2 separate regions of the Mus musculus genome follow, and region 1 is linked to region 2. A link is a contact called in public HiChIP or PLAC-seq data. All regions are on one chromosome and are shown on one strand. The core of a region is the stretch at or near the end of the contact, and the rest is flanking DNA. Distances in the headings are between cores, read along the strand shown. Region 1 overlaps Pdzd2 (PDZ domain containing 2). Region 2 overlaps Pdzd2 (PDZ domain containing 2).

Region 1 (7,074 bases), core at 4,295-6,794, 120 kb after region 2:
TAAAATAAAATAAATAATCTCTAAAACTGGTAATCATTCATTTAGAAGTTAAGCTTCCATAACTGAATAAATACTAGCGTGTTGTATTCTGAGGCCCTAAGACAACTTAGAATTAGAAAGAAATTCCCAGGATGCAAGGCTCTTGACAGTCATTTCCTAGGCTTCTTATCCCACATCCTTTATTAGGTTTCAAATCCAGTGGTGTCTTTTGGTTTAGCATCCATGAGAACACACAAGACTGGGTCACGTCTTTCCCAGTGGCGGCTACTTTTAGATCAAAACAGGCTTTGTAAGGAGGCCTATTGAGTCCTGGTGTTTATCAACAAGGGATGAGTCACATGAACGAAACAGACATCAAAATGATTTTTAGAAACGCAGATGAACTTCACTTAAACACAAAATAAAAAGCCTTGATCCCACTCACTCCTAACGGCAGATATTTCCCATTAGGACAATTTATCCTGAGTTTATAAACAGATAGAGGCATCACTAGACAAGTGTTTGCTAGCACATCTAAACCTTATGTAACTATAAAAAGCCCGAGAGAAACAGCAAGCGGAAATTCCCAGGAGAAGATTCCCCAAGATCCCCAGCCACATCCAGGCAGTGAGCTTTCCATAGATACAAAGTCAGTGGCTGTCCCTGAGCCAGGTTCTAGAAGAATCCTCATGATTCTGACAGAGAACCCATTAACAAATGATACCCATTAACTAACAACGCTAATACTCCCCAGTCAGCTGGCACAGCAAGAAGCGTGGTGACTTACTGGTGCTCCCAGATGTAGTTGACTGGAGCGTGAATCAGAAAGGTCTTCAGTCCGTGTGACTATCTGGATAGATTCATGAGTGGCATCTCAAGAGAGGCCCACACTGTCTCTTTCTCCCTTTGAAACCTTCCTGGGAATATGGTGTCAACATGACTCCTTGTAGTTCTCACAGAGGTACTCAGCCATTTGCAATGGTAACTGACCCAAAGATAACAACCTGTGATCTTTCCATGCATATAGTAAGGGGGACTGTGGGTGCCTACAGGACATCTTTGCAGGCTTTCATTCAAGAGCAAGAATTGTTATTTACAGCAAGAATTGTGATCTCTAGTGAAATACAACAGAATCAAATACAAACCACCTAGTTATCCATTGGATACACAGTGCTTGATACCCAAACCTTATCTTGTGCCAAGGCCACAGTCAGAGAGACTTATTGATTTTAGACCTTAGGAGGGTGCCTGCCTCACTGTACCAGTCAACCTGGTACCCACAGAATCGCAAAGACCATTCTGATGTCTACAGAAAGTGTTCCATGGCCTCCCCAGCTCCCAGCTGGCTGCTATATCTCTCTTTTGAACACACTCTCTCTCTCTTTTTTGGGGGTTTTTTTTTGGTTTTTTTTTTTTTTTTGGTTTTTCGAGACAGGGTTTCTCTGTGTTGCCCTGGCTGTCCTGGAACTCACTCTGTAGACCAGGCTGGCCTCGAACTCAGAAATCCGCCTGCCTCTGCCTCCCGAGTGCTGGGATTAAAGGCCTGCGCCACCACACCCGGCTTTTTGAACACTCTCTATCACTTGATTTTCCAATAAACTCACTGTAACTTACTTGGTTCTTCTTCTCTCCAACATTCATCTCTGAGGGATCTATGTCTCTTCAGAGGTATTATGGAAAAAGAAAATTTCAATCCCACACCTATTACCCACAGAGCTTTGGTTGAGTTACTTAACGTTTCCGACTCTCATGGTCAAGCTCCTCTATTTAGGCTTTTCAAAGGAGGAAGATTAAAGTCAGAAGTGCATATGGAGCGTCTGGGATGACATCTGAGAATGTAAGCCTGGGGCTCGCGCTCAGGACCCATTTTGCATCTTTCCCCCACTGTATAAAAGACGTTAATATCTGGAGATGTTTCTGTAGTCATAACCACAGGGAAGAGTGCTTCTAGCATCTAGTGGGAAAGGGGTCTGAGATGCAGCTACATATCCTCCGGAACACAGAGCAGATCCCTCAGTGAGTTCTCATTTCAAAGCATGAAGGGTACTCCAGCTGAGAAATGATGTTGTGAGCCCTTAAAAAGCCACGGAAAGTCTAAGCTTTCAGCCTCTTCCTTTCGTTCCTTTCCTACCACACAGCACCAGCACTAGGAGGTCTCTCAAGCTGTGCTATATAAGCCGTGCAGACATGTATGTACATGTGCAGACATGTATGTACACTGTACATACTGCATACACTGTAGTTACATGAGCCCTGCTTTGCTGTTGATACCCAAGCTGGGAGGAAAGACCCGGCCACAGCAGAGTCTTTATGGAGTCAGATGACCGCTGTGTGCTGAGCCCCCAAATACTTGTGCCCAGGGTAAGTAGTCCTGATGAATAGTCTTGGTATGGGAACCAGTTAAAGGAACTCTGAGCTGACCTTAGGGGAACTGAAGCACTGAGGCAAAGGGTGCTCCTCCCTGCGGCTTCCTTAGTGACTGCCTATTGTGTTGTGGTCATTCCCTCAGCAATTGTCTGTCCGGTCCAGAGCATCCATGCAAGAGCCGCAAGAGCCAGGAGGCCACGGATGGATCTGTTCAGTCTCACTGACCCACTGGCCCCTCCTACAAAAACCCAACCTGGAACCTTGGTCAGCTTCAACCGAACGAATGCTTGCAAGATGATGGATGAGAAAATGGGGTGGGAGAGGAAAGGACATGCAGCTGTGACCTGGGGACTTCAACTGGTTCAGTCAAATAAAAGGCTGTACTCCCAGATAGCACATAAATCACATTAACAGAAACCAAAGGGGAGAGGGCGATTTCCACCCTCCCCCATACTCCAGACTTGATGACAACATTTTCTATTTCTGCCTTTTACAGCCAGAAGACATGGGTGGTTTCTGTGTAGCTGGGTAGATGAGAAGGTGTGAAGTGTAACTGTCTCCAGTCATCTTTGGGTACCCGGGGGCGGAGAAGATGAACTGCCTACCCAGGACTTGTGCAGACACAAGATTGCTCTCACCACAGTGCTGAACAGGCAATGCTTTCTCTCTAGCTGTTGTCACCTGGGTGACACCTACTCCCCTCTCAAGACTCAGCGTAGATACACCCCTTTCTCCAGGAAACCCGCCCCTAGGACCTTTATAGGGCCTTCCTTGGTTTTTCATTGGTAGCCTCCCTGTCAATCATCGATCTGTTCACTCTTGTAGACTGTATGCTCTTTCAAGGAAGGTCAGCCAGTCTTGTTTATTGTTTTATTCCAGAACCTATCTCTGAGCCTGGGGCAAACAGGCACCTGATGACTACTGGTTGAATGAGTGTCAACCAATTTGGTCAATATTCATTTCTGAATTTACTGAGTGCCTATTATGAAAAAGGCACAGGGATAGGCATGTATTGTGGTTCATAACAGGCACTCAATAGATTCTGGAATGAATATTAACCCAAAATGGTTGACACTCACTTTTTCAACCAATACTCATCAGGCACTTGTATGCACCAGGCACAGAGATGGGTCCTGGGAAAACAACTACTAACTTCCCAACATTGACAATATTGACATTAAAAAGAACTATGGCAATGCTGGTAGGATTGCTCAGTGGGTAAAGATACCTACCCCCCCAGCCTGATGACCCGAGTTCAATCCCCAGGACCCATACAGTAGAGGGAGTGAACCCAGTCCCTCAAGTTATTCTCAGAACTCTACAGGCATTCTATAGCACAGGCATTTGGCACCCCCTTCTCCATCACACACAGAATAAATAAACATAAGTAGTTTCCTGCTAAACTCTATTTGTGTGTTTGTTTACTATTGAGACAGGTATCCCAGGCTAGCCCTAGACTTGCTACATAGCTCAGGATGACCTTGAACTCCTAATCCTCCTGCCTCCCCTTGCCATGTGATGTTATTATAGGCATGCATATCTGGTTTATACCATGCTAGGGATTGAACCTGGGAGTTTGTGCATGCTAAGCAAACACTCTATCAACCGAGCTTCATACATGCCCAGTCCTTATATTTTCTTCTTAATCATCCCTGAACCATGATTCTTGAAGTACAGACGAAGAAAGAAATCAAGCCACTTACACACCTCAATGTAAAAGAATCTCTGAAATTTTACTTTCAGAGTCTATTTAAACAGGCTTGCTGCTTACCGCCTAAGCAAAGGTTGCCTGTACATTCACCCCTGAGCCTGCTGATGGTCTGGAGTGTCCCCACACTCTTCATCTCAGGTGGAATTTACTTTAAAACATTTTGGGCCAGACCGATTTCAAGCAATGCCAACCACATCCTAAGCCCTTGAGGCGGTGAGCTAATGTTTGAAGGACACTTACAGGACTCAGCCCCCTCTGGCTGCCTCAAGCACTTGAAATATCATTATCCAAATCTGCGGCAGAAGGTTTCTGCAGTTACTAGAAGTCAGAAATCTTCTCTTCACCTGTCTAATTTGAGATTGTCAAGGGACTTGGTGAGAAAGGTCTGTAAACACCCCTAATGTTGTTAGCTGGGCTCTATGAGTCAATTTTACCAGCTCCTGCAAGCCAGCTTTAGTTCTATAGACAGACCAGTGTTCCCCCCCCCCTTTCCCACCCCCCAGTGATTCTGTCACTGGAGCTGATGACCAAGTCTGGTGAGTCTCCCTTCAGACCATTGCTGAGTGTTCTGCAGGGTGAACCTGATGAGAAGAAAGGTTCATTGGAGATGACTCCAGCCTAAGAGACGCAGATCCCAGGACGGGTTCTGCTCCTGCTTGCAGATACCCACTGCATCTGGCCAACATTCAGGATTGACTTTCAACACCGATTCACCACCTGGTACTGGGGTCCTAGGTCAGGGATGCACGGTTCTCAACCTCTCCTGGTAATTTCAAGCTATTAATGCTGAATAATGACTAGCTAATCGGCTCAGGTGGGTATGTGACAGGCATTGTCCTACCTTGGTGTCTTAGGAAAAACTCATTTATGTTTCAACACTCAACTCAGAGACTTGCTCCTACCCCCTGCACTGCAAACATTTTCTTGATAAACAATCCCCTGCCCAGGACCTTTAAGAGTTGCAGGTAAGCTGAGATCCTGGCAAGAGAGAGATCACATGTGGAGGTAGGACTCACGTCTTGCTTCGGTGGCCACAAGTGATGAACACTCAGTAAACAGTGTATACTGGATGGCAGAGCTCCCTGTGTACCAAAGTGATTTCTTTTCCTACTTCCCTGTCACGGGTCCCCTATGCCCAGCCAGCACACCTCTTCCCTATCTTCTCTGCCTAAACATTCTCTTTTCTCCGACTCCTTTCTTCATCGTATAAGGGACTTCCAGTTCCTCCCACATCAAGCCCGCCTTATGGTATCAGTAGCGCTTAAATACCATCCCCCCACTCCTTTCTCCCTCTATGGCTCAGCTTACTTCACTACTCCATCTTATCAAAACTTGAGATGAGTTCCAGCTTCCCGAATCCCCACCGACACCCCCTGGAACTTCTCCAGCAATTATTTTACTCGTGGGGAGTGTTTAACCACTCCAACCAGATGTCCTAAATCCATTTAATTATTTACTAAGTATACAATGAAAGGGTCCCCTGACTGAGAGAAATCTTCGTGAACTCTGACTAACCTGACAGAGTCTGTTTTGTTTGTTTGAGATGAGCTCTCGCTATGTTATCCTCACGTAATCTATTGTTGTTGTTGTTATTATCATCATCATTATTATCTCCCTTTTTCGAGACAGGATCTCACTATGTAGCGTGTGGCCTCCAAGTTGTGATCCGCCTCGCCCAGCCTCCCAAGTGCTAGGATTACAGATGTGAGCCATCACACCTGGCCTGATGCAAAATCTCACTCAAACTGCAGCCCACTAATAAGTGTTCCTAACGTCAGTTGGAGATGATCTGATTGTTCTCTTCAGAGACAGAACACCGGTGCAATGTGCAGCTCTGCCCCTGTGTCTGCCTCCCTAGCTTGAACCCCACACTTAAGCTCCCCTTGTGCTGGACCAAAACCAAAACAAAACAAAAAGTACGTTCCAGCCCACAGAGGTGTTTGGCTCTGCTTGGCCCCTGAGAATTGTCTCCGAACAGAGCATTGTCAGATGAACCCATTGCAGCTGCTGTGTGACCCTGCAGGCCTGGCCTGTGCCCAGTCTTTCCAGGTGGCTCTAATAGCGAGCACCACATCCCTGCAAAGGGTCTCCTAGAAACTCTTAAGTAGATCTAAAGTTACAGAGTATGCCAGAGGCTGTCCTATATCCCTACAGACATGGCTAGCATGTCTGGTGCCTGGGTTCGTTCATGTGCTGGCAGAGAAAATACAGGGACTCAGTTAAATTTAAATTACAGATGCAAATACATATATTTCTATTCCATCTCCTAAATATTACATACTAATTTTTTAATTATTGACTAATCTGGTAATATTAGTTTGTACCTGCTATTTGGCTTTTTATAAAAAGCTCTTTTACATTCAATAGGTGAGTAATTTAACACACACACACACACACACACACGTATAATGCCTTGTTAAAAATCAGAAGCCTTACCATCAAACAGACAGCATACACCAGCTGATATGAGGCCCTCAACACGCATACAGTAGAGGACTACTGGGTCTGTGTTCATTCAGAGATGATGCACCTAGCCCTCAAGAGACTGGAGGCCCTAGGGAGTTTAGAGGTCAGGTAGGGTGGGGAGGTGGGGGCACCGAAGTAGAGATGGGGTGGGGTGGGGAGGAGGTGTGGGATGTGGAGCAGTCGGAGGGTGGATGGGGAGGGGTGGAGAATGGAGTGTAGAAAAAAAATCAATTACAAATAAAATTAAATTAAAACAAATAAACAAACAAACAAACACCCAGAAGCTCAGTAGTTAAGAGCACTAACTGTTCTTCCAGAGGTCCTGAGTTGGATTCCCAGCAACCACATGGTGGCTCACAACTATCTGTAATGAGATCTGATGCCCTCTTCTAGTGTGTCTGAAGACAGCTACAGTGTACTCATATACATAAGATAAATAAATCTTAAAACAAACAAACAAAAAACCAGAGGCCTTGAAAATAGCCTTTGTGGTATCTTTCACTGATGTCTCCCTACAAGGAGAGGGTTAATCACTTTCTCTACAACTGAGT
Region 2 (7,104 bases), core at 1,960-4,459:
AAAACCTACAGATGCCAAGGTTCAAAATAAAAAGCAGGAAGATGGAAAGGGAATTAGAAACAATGGCAGCAGACTCTATGCAGAGCTGAGCTGTGTGTGGCCTCACACAGATTCTCCCAGTCAGCCACTCAGCGGCAGAAAGAGCCATGTGGTTCTACCTTACTCACTCCTAAGTCACAGGACCTCTTTAATGGTCTCAACAGCATAACCAGAAGACCTAGCAGAAGGAGAGCAGTCATTGTCTCCTGGCCTCCTCAGAGCCGTGGCATCGGCAGCCTTTCTCTAGGAACTTTTGAATGCAGATCATAAGAGCCCATGACAGAGTCATTACATCAACACACACAGGTGAAAGAAACCCAGACTTGGGTTTCAGGATCCGGTGATAACAGTGAAGACCAGGAGGGAGATATGGCAGCAGAATGGGACAGAGGGTGGTGTGCCAAGCATTTGCTATCTGGCACTGTTGACAGCACCATGACCTCTGCAAGATGGCAGCCACTATGGATGCTCTGCCCACTGTCATATCTGCCGAGTTGGGGAGGAAGGGAAGGTGGAGGTGGTTGGACAAAGGAGGCATAGAGCTTCTTCCAGCTCTAACAACGTAGGGGTGATTAGACTAGGGACCAGGACTCTCCACAGACAGCCCTGAGACTTTTCTCATTCTGGCCTCAGAAGATGCATTCCTTACTGTGGTGGTTTGGATGTGAAGTGTCCACGCCCCCTCACCCCCAGCTATGCTGAAGGCCTGGTCCTTCGTACAATACTTGGAGGTGAGACTTAGGTAAGTGGTTGGTCCTGAGTGTTCTTATGTAACAGATGGATGGATCCATTAATGGATCCACAATTGGAGTACTGGGAAGTGGTAGAAACTGAAAGATGGGGCCTAGTTGGGCTAAGAGGGCCCCTGGGATATGTGTCTTTGAAGGGCCTCTTCATGTCTCAGTGTCTTTATTTCTTGACTGCACAGGGCACACAACTTTCCTTTGTCCACTATACTCTTTTGCCACAACGTTTCTGTATGGTCATAGGCCCAGTAAGGGATCCAGGGGGTCATACACTGAAGCCATGAGCCCTAATAACCTTTCTTCTTCTTTAAGTCACCTATCTCAGGCATTTCATCATAGTGACCAAAAAAAAAAAAAATTCCATGCAGCCTTCTTTTTCCTCCTATCATGTTTCTGCATCTCCTATTCTTTACCTTCTCCTTCATTCTGTTATAACTTTTCTAACAAGCATCTTTAATGACTTAATCAAGCACATTTCAGTCACATGTGCACATCTGTGGAATCACAGCTACCGCCCAAGATAAGCCGTAAGCATGCACATACCTGCTGGCATGGGAAGGGCTCCCGTCCGGACTCATACTACCATGATAAATACCAAGAATGACAGAAACTACCTACCTTGCTGGCCACCACCAGCTGTACCATCCCAGTGGCTGAGCGCAGAATAGCCACAGCTTCCTCATGGGAGAGCCCGACCAGTAAGTGACCATTGATCACCAGCAGTTCATCTCCTAAGGACAGCCTGCCATCCCTGAAGAAACGGAGATGGGAAAAAAGACCCCTGGTCAAGACATTCTGGGTTAGAGAAGTGCCGTCTTCTAGGAGCTAGGCAGAGTCATGAGACAGGACAGTTAGATAAGGTGGAAGAGGAAGGAAAGACAACCAAAGATGGTTTTGGGTGGGATTGCGTTAACGCTAGTATCCAGACTCATGGACTCTTTGACAGTCTCTGGGACTCTTGACAGTCACTTACCAATACACTCACTCTTAAGCTAAGCGTCTCTGACAACGAACGTCAATGACACTTCATCTGGATGACTATTGTGATAGAGCAACTAAGACCCTCAGGTTTTAGGAGACTCAAGTCAGTCGATCTTTCCCTAATCCTCCCTGTCATCAGCTCGGGGCTATTGCTAAGCTGAACACAGACAGTGCCAAGACACGTCAAACCCACCTGCGGCCCTTCACTGGTCTATTGTGTCTCCCTCCCCGCCCCATCAGACAGAAGCAGGATTCTTTCTGGGAAACTGGGGCTATGTGGTAAGTGTTGGTACCTCCGTACCCCACCACAGAGCTACAGGACCTTGAAGATAAAACTTTCCAAGGATTATTTCACTCTTGGGTCCCCCACAGAGGACAAACTAGCGAAGCAGAAGCAATCACAGCAATGAAGTGTTGAGCTTGCTATTGTTAAAGGTTTGAGATTTGATTCATTTCTGTGGTTGTAAAAACCTGGGCTTTTTTTTTTTCCATTTAAATTACGGCTGACTCTGAGCTCCTGTCTCACTGCTGGCAGGAGACTTTGCTGTTACTGGGACTGTCTCCTTAGGGCAGGTCACGGCCCTCAGTGCACACAACCCTCGAAACTGATTTCTGCAATGGATTCCGCTGAGCTGGCCAGGGTCTTGTCTTCCATAAACCAAAAGGCCCCTGACACTCAGACAGAAAATCTGGTGAAGCAGACCATGGCGCCTAGGGGTCTCCCTGTCTCTCAAGGCTTGCCATCACCATCCAGGTCCTACAGTGGAACCTGCGCATACCCAAATCTTCCCAGGTCCACATAGCTCTTTCTTCTGTGCTCCTCCCAATGAACCAACCAGCATCTCCCCTTCCATCTTTTTCTCCTTTCTGCCTTCAACAGCATCGTTCTCATTGTCTCCTTCTTCTAGGCTCACATGCTAGTCTTTCTTTAGAGTTTAGGCTATAAAAAAAAGATAAAAGGCACATGGGACTTCCAATAGCCTCTGCCTTCTATTTCCAAAAATCCCTACAGTAGAGAAACGCTAAGGGAGCTACCAGTTACTTAGCATGGTAAGAAAGTGGGGATGAGAAAGTCAGGAGGGAAGGGCACCCTGGAATCTAGGTGTATGGGTCGGAGCTGATCCTATGGGAGGAGGGAAGCCTGGCATAGACAAGGCAGTGGCCGTGGCTGGTGGGCTTACTTATTCCTAACACCACCAAGATGCCCCAGCCCATCCCTTCACTTATTCTACTCTCTAATTGCATTTCTCTCATCTCCTGGTATTAATTCAAACGCCCTGCTGGCGAGTCACAGACCACAGGGAAGAGAGACACACTGTTCCAGGCTAAAAGTGAGTGAGAAGAAAAAAAATATGATAGGACGGATTCAGCCCCAGCTCTGGTGGGAAAACAAGAGCATCATCTCTATAGAAAGCTTATCTCTGAGCACGGAGTTTCCCAATTGTCAACCTCCTAGATAGAGCAGAACGGAAGACATACCAGTGATGGGAAAACGGCTAGCTGCTGAGTTCCTTAAGGCCTATCGGGAACGATGCTCATCTGGGTTAAAACCATCTAACGTCTTAATATCTTAATGCTGTCACTTGGATAATTGACCGCTGGAGTTCATCTTACTGCTAGTGTCGTTTTTCTTAGCATCCTGCTTTACAGGCTGAAGAGCAAGAAGTCTGCTAGTTTCTGCCTTGTCCTCTCCTTAGTTTCCTGTTATCCAACCTAAATAACTTAGCTTCTTCAACTACACCTTATGAGATAGATTTTTCCTTCTCCATCTTGGGAAGGCTGACGTTGCTGTGGCCCGCTGTATCCCTCTTAGGATCTGGCTCCCCTGCCTGAAGAAATTCCAGACTAGGCAAAAGACAATGACTTCCCTATCAATGCCCTTCTCTGTGTACTCTTATTGTAGACATGTGGGCGTGGCAACACATGTACATACCCTACTGTGCCCTGTAAATAACAGATACTCCATGTGAACAGAAGCAAGTAGAACAACAAAGACCTTGCTTGACATTCGGGAACGGCTATAAGCCTCACACTCAGATAGCCTGATAGCCTTTTTCATCTGTGCTCCAGCTAAGCACAGTCCCTCTCCCTACTTCACACAATTGATATCAAATGAAACAAAACAAAGCCACCTTTATAAGTGCTGCTTTTTTAGGTTACACAAAGATTTACATTAATTTTTTTCCCCTTTTCATGTGCAGTAGAGACATGTGACCACAAGCCCGTGTGTGCGTGTGTGAAACTCTGATCTGACACATTTGCATGGTGGCCACCTTTTAAGACAGTGCCACTTTCCTGAAGTCACTGACTCAGAGGACTTCAGATGGCAGGACTGTGATCTCCTGTTGTGGGTGCATAAACTTCCTTGATAAATAAACACTTAATACCCCAGTCAGTGCCAGCATGCCAAGAGTTTGTAAGCAATCTAAGAGGGAGCACAAAGAGATCAAATCTCTGTTCCACGGTTTAGAATATCCTAAGCATCCTTCCTCATGAGCCACTTCCTGTGTTCAGAGGCATGCCCAGTGAGAGCGGCTCTTGTCTGTTTCCCTCCCGCGCTCCCACAAATCTTTTAATTACCAGAGCTTTGATCAAGCGAAAGACACTAGCACCCAGCACCCGAGGGAAGGGGAGGAGGAAGGCAAGGGGCAGAGGGATGGGGGAAGAGTTATCTAGTCACCTGTGAGCGGCACCTCCTTCCTTCACTTGGGTGACAACGATAGCGTGAGGTGAGCGCTTTGATCCTCGGCCTCCACTAACCTGAATTCCCAGCCCATCTGATTCTTTGAGCAGTTCCATCTTCCATATCCGGCCAACTTCCTCCTTGGAAGAAAAAGCGAGCATGCATGAAGGATGCTGACAGACACACAGCATTGACATGGGAGAGTAGCACTGTCACGAGAGGCCAGGCATCCGTCTCTTGTCACCAAATATCACAAATCAGCACAGAAGAAAAGGCCTCTATTAACTAGACCAAAGTCTGGCTGTCAGTGCTGTCCCATAAAACCTTCTAGAATAAGGGAAATGTTCGGTCTGTGTCATTCTATAGGGAACCACTGTCCACACGTGGAGCTTTTGAAAATGCATGGTGTAGGCCGAGTATCTAATTTTTAGTTTCATGGAATTCTAATCATGTGTGTAGCCACCCCAGTTACTGGCTCTGACATCATACATCCTATCAGGTGTCCTGTGGATAACGCATCCTCTACTTGCGATGCAGGTGCCACTGTGTCTGCAACACTGGTTTACTCTGGGATCCTTTTGCTTCTGCACAGCTGCTAATACACAGGAAGGCGAAAGGAGAAAAGCTCAGCTCAGGCTTGGGTACCAGGAAACCTCTGCTAGTTTAGGGGAAGCTTTGCCATGTATAGCTTAGAGGGCCACCTAATACAGAAATGCCTTCTCTTGCTTCTGACGTGCGCGCCATCATTACTACTTCGAGGCTTGTTGGAGGACTCAGTGGAGCATCCATGGGAACAGGTAGCAGCAGGATGAACCTGAGCAGATGTTGACAGGGGACCACGTAGCCCTTGCCGACTGTCCCTCGTGAGAGGCCCGGGATCAAACTGCTTTAGGTCTCTCTGCCTTTCGGAATGTTGACACGTGCATACTGAGATATATTGGGGATGGAGCACAAAGTTTAATATGAAATTCATTTGTTTCCTATGTAGCTTATAGAGGCTAAAGGTAGGATTATTCAAGATCTCCAATCCACTTGTTACCTTGACTATGAGTTATCTCAAAGGTCACAGCATGGAATCTTCCATTTATGGTATCATAGTAATTTTTAGATTTTGAGTATTTTTGAGTTTTGATGTTCAGAGCAGGATCACAACTAAGCATGTGAAACCAAATTGAACTGTATCTTATACGTCCTTAAAATACATACACGAGAAACCCAAACGAAAAATTGATGCATATGATATTGAGAGATAAATGTGTGTGCATATGTGTGTCTGTGTGTGTGCACATGTGTATGCGTACGTGCCCACAGAGCTCAGAAGAAAGCATCAAACCCCTTAGACTTGGAGTTACAGGCAGTTTTAAGTTGTATGATGTGGATTCTGGGAACTGAAGTCCAACCCTGCTAAACACTGCACAATCTCTCCAGCCCCATAAAAATCTTTAAGCGTGATTTTTTTTTAAAGCTTAGGCTCAGTTCTGTATTATTATTAAAAAAAAAATGCTAGGGATATGGCCATGAGTCATAGCACACCCACCAGCATCTGCCTTCTTAATCCATCATGAGGATTTTGTGGAAATGAAGCTCCCATCCCCGTGGAAACAGGCAACCTGCCCACTAGAGCTGCTTACAGAACGGAAAGAATGTGAAGCCTTTAGAAGACCTGAGATACATACATACTCACTGTCAGAAACTGAAACGAAACCACAAGAATAGTAAAAGAGCCAGATGTTGAACAGCCGTTGATGTGCAGCAACTGGAATGTCTTGAGAAATTATTACCAGGCAGAGACCTGGTGGATCCTACACTTCTGCACAGCGCTGCTCTGTGGGGCTCCACCATTCCAGCGGCGTGCAGGGGTGCCGTCTCCTCCATCCGCTGACCACAGGCAAACGCAGCCTGTCTGGCCAAATGCAACTTCAGAAGTCACTGGCTTACCACAGTCGTTCATGAACTTGTCAACGGGGGCCCTACTTCATCCAATCGTCTGGCCCCGGACTCCACAGTTTTGGTTTGCTGCCTCTGACCTCTGGGTCACCTTCCTCTTCTCCATTCGGAAACACCCTCCCTGGCCTTCACATCCTCATAGCTCCCCTATTTCCAAAAGCCATCCTTGGGAGTCAGAGTGGCTGCCAAGGGGGCAGCTTGCCACAGCTCCAATGCAGGAAGCTGATGTCCTAGCACACACTACTGGAAGGAACAGGTTCAGGTATGTTGGTCAGACTCTACGCTGCTCAGCAGCACCTCCCACGACAGCATCCCTCCAAGCCCCCTGGGTTCAGGGGAGTAAAACAGTGGCTTGTCTTTTCCGATGCTGGGTCCTAGCAGGTAAAACACAGCTCCTTCTCCCCCAGCCAAGGAAATCTTTGGCTTTCCTTTCAAAGAGCAATAGCGTCCATTACTGGAGTAATAGGCTCAAAAGAAAACTCATTTGGTTTTACCTCACAGTAGTGAAAATGTATCGATCCCCCGTTATTAGTTATGTAACTCTCCCTCCCCCATTCTGCTGTCCTTGTGTTAAGCAGAGTATGTAGGTACGGTTCACAGAGAGGATGATACGAAATTTATTCCTTTTCATTTTTAAATGCTTGAAAAGTAGGACCTATGATTTAAAGGACAAACAATAACAACAACAAACCAAAAACAAAACTATGC

Evidence for each region. HiChIP or PLAC-seq counts read pairs in DNA pulled down with a chosen protein or histone mark.
Region 1: an H3K27ac HiChIP or PLAC-seq map of extraembryonic endoderm stem cells shows a contact between it and region 2. The contact joins two enhancer-like sites. A contact is called at or near these places in 17 of 484 Hi-C or Micro-C datasets (the HPC-7 cell line, Sertoli cells, Th1 cells and 13 more), 9 of 115 datasets of contacts at active chromatin or transcription factors (cardiomyocytes, differentiating embryonic stem cells, embryonic fibroblasts and 5 more) and 1 of 9 other capture datasets (embryonic stem cells).

The regions. Positions count from the first base shown.
Region 1 is chr15:12,555,322-12,562,395 of GRCm38.p6, forward strand. The region is part of intron 3 of Pdzd2 (PDZ domain containing 2); the gene reads right to left. Among named protein-coding and RNA genes, the nearest start is that of Gm52211, 67 kb to the left of the region's middle. Within about 2 kb of position 5,545, at least 9 of the 459 cell types and tissues checked have an H3K27ac peak or open chromatin away from gene starts, as enhancers often do. A contact at or near this core is called in extraembryonic endoderm stem cells, where this site is marked.
Region 2 is chr15:12,441,077-12,448,180 of GRCm38.p6, forward strand. Pdzd2 (PDZ domain containing 2) reads right to left here. Exons shown (of 26, transcript NM_001081064.2): 5 at 4,447-4,589; 6 at 1,404-1,536. Among named protein-coding and RNA genes, the nearest start is that of Gm52211, 47 kb to the right of the region's middle. Within about 2 kb of position 3,210, at least 13 of the 459 cell types and tissues checked have an H3K27ac peak or open chromatin away from gene starts, as enhancers often do. A contact at or near this core is called in extraembryonic endoderm stem cells, where this site is marked.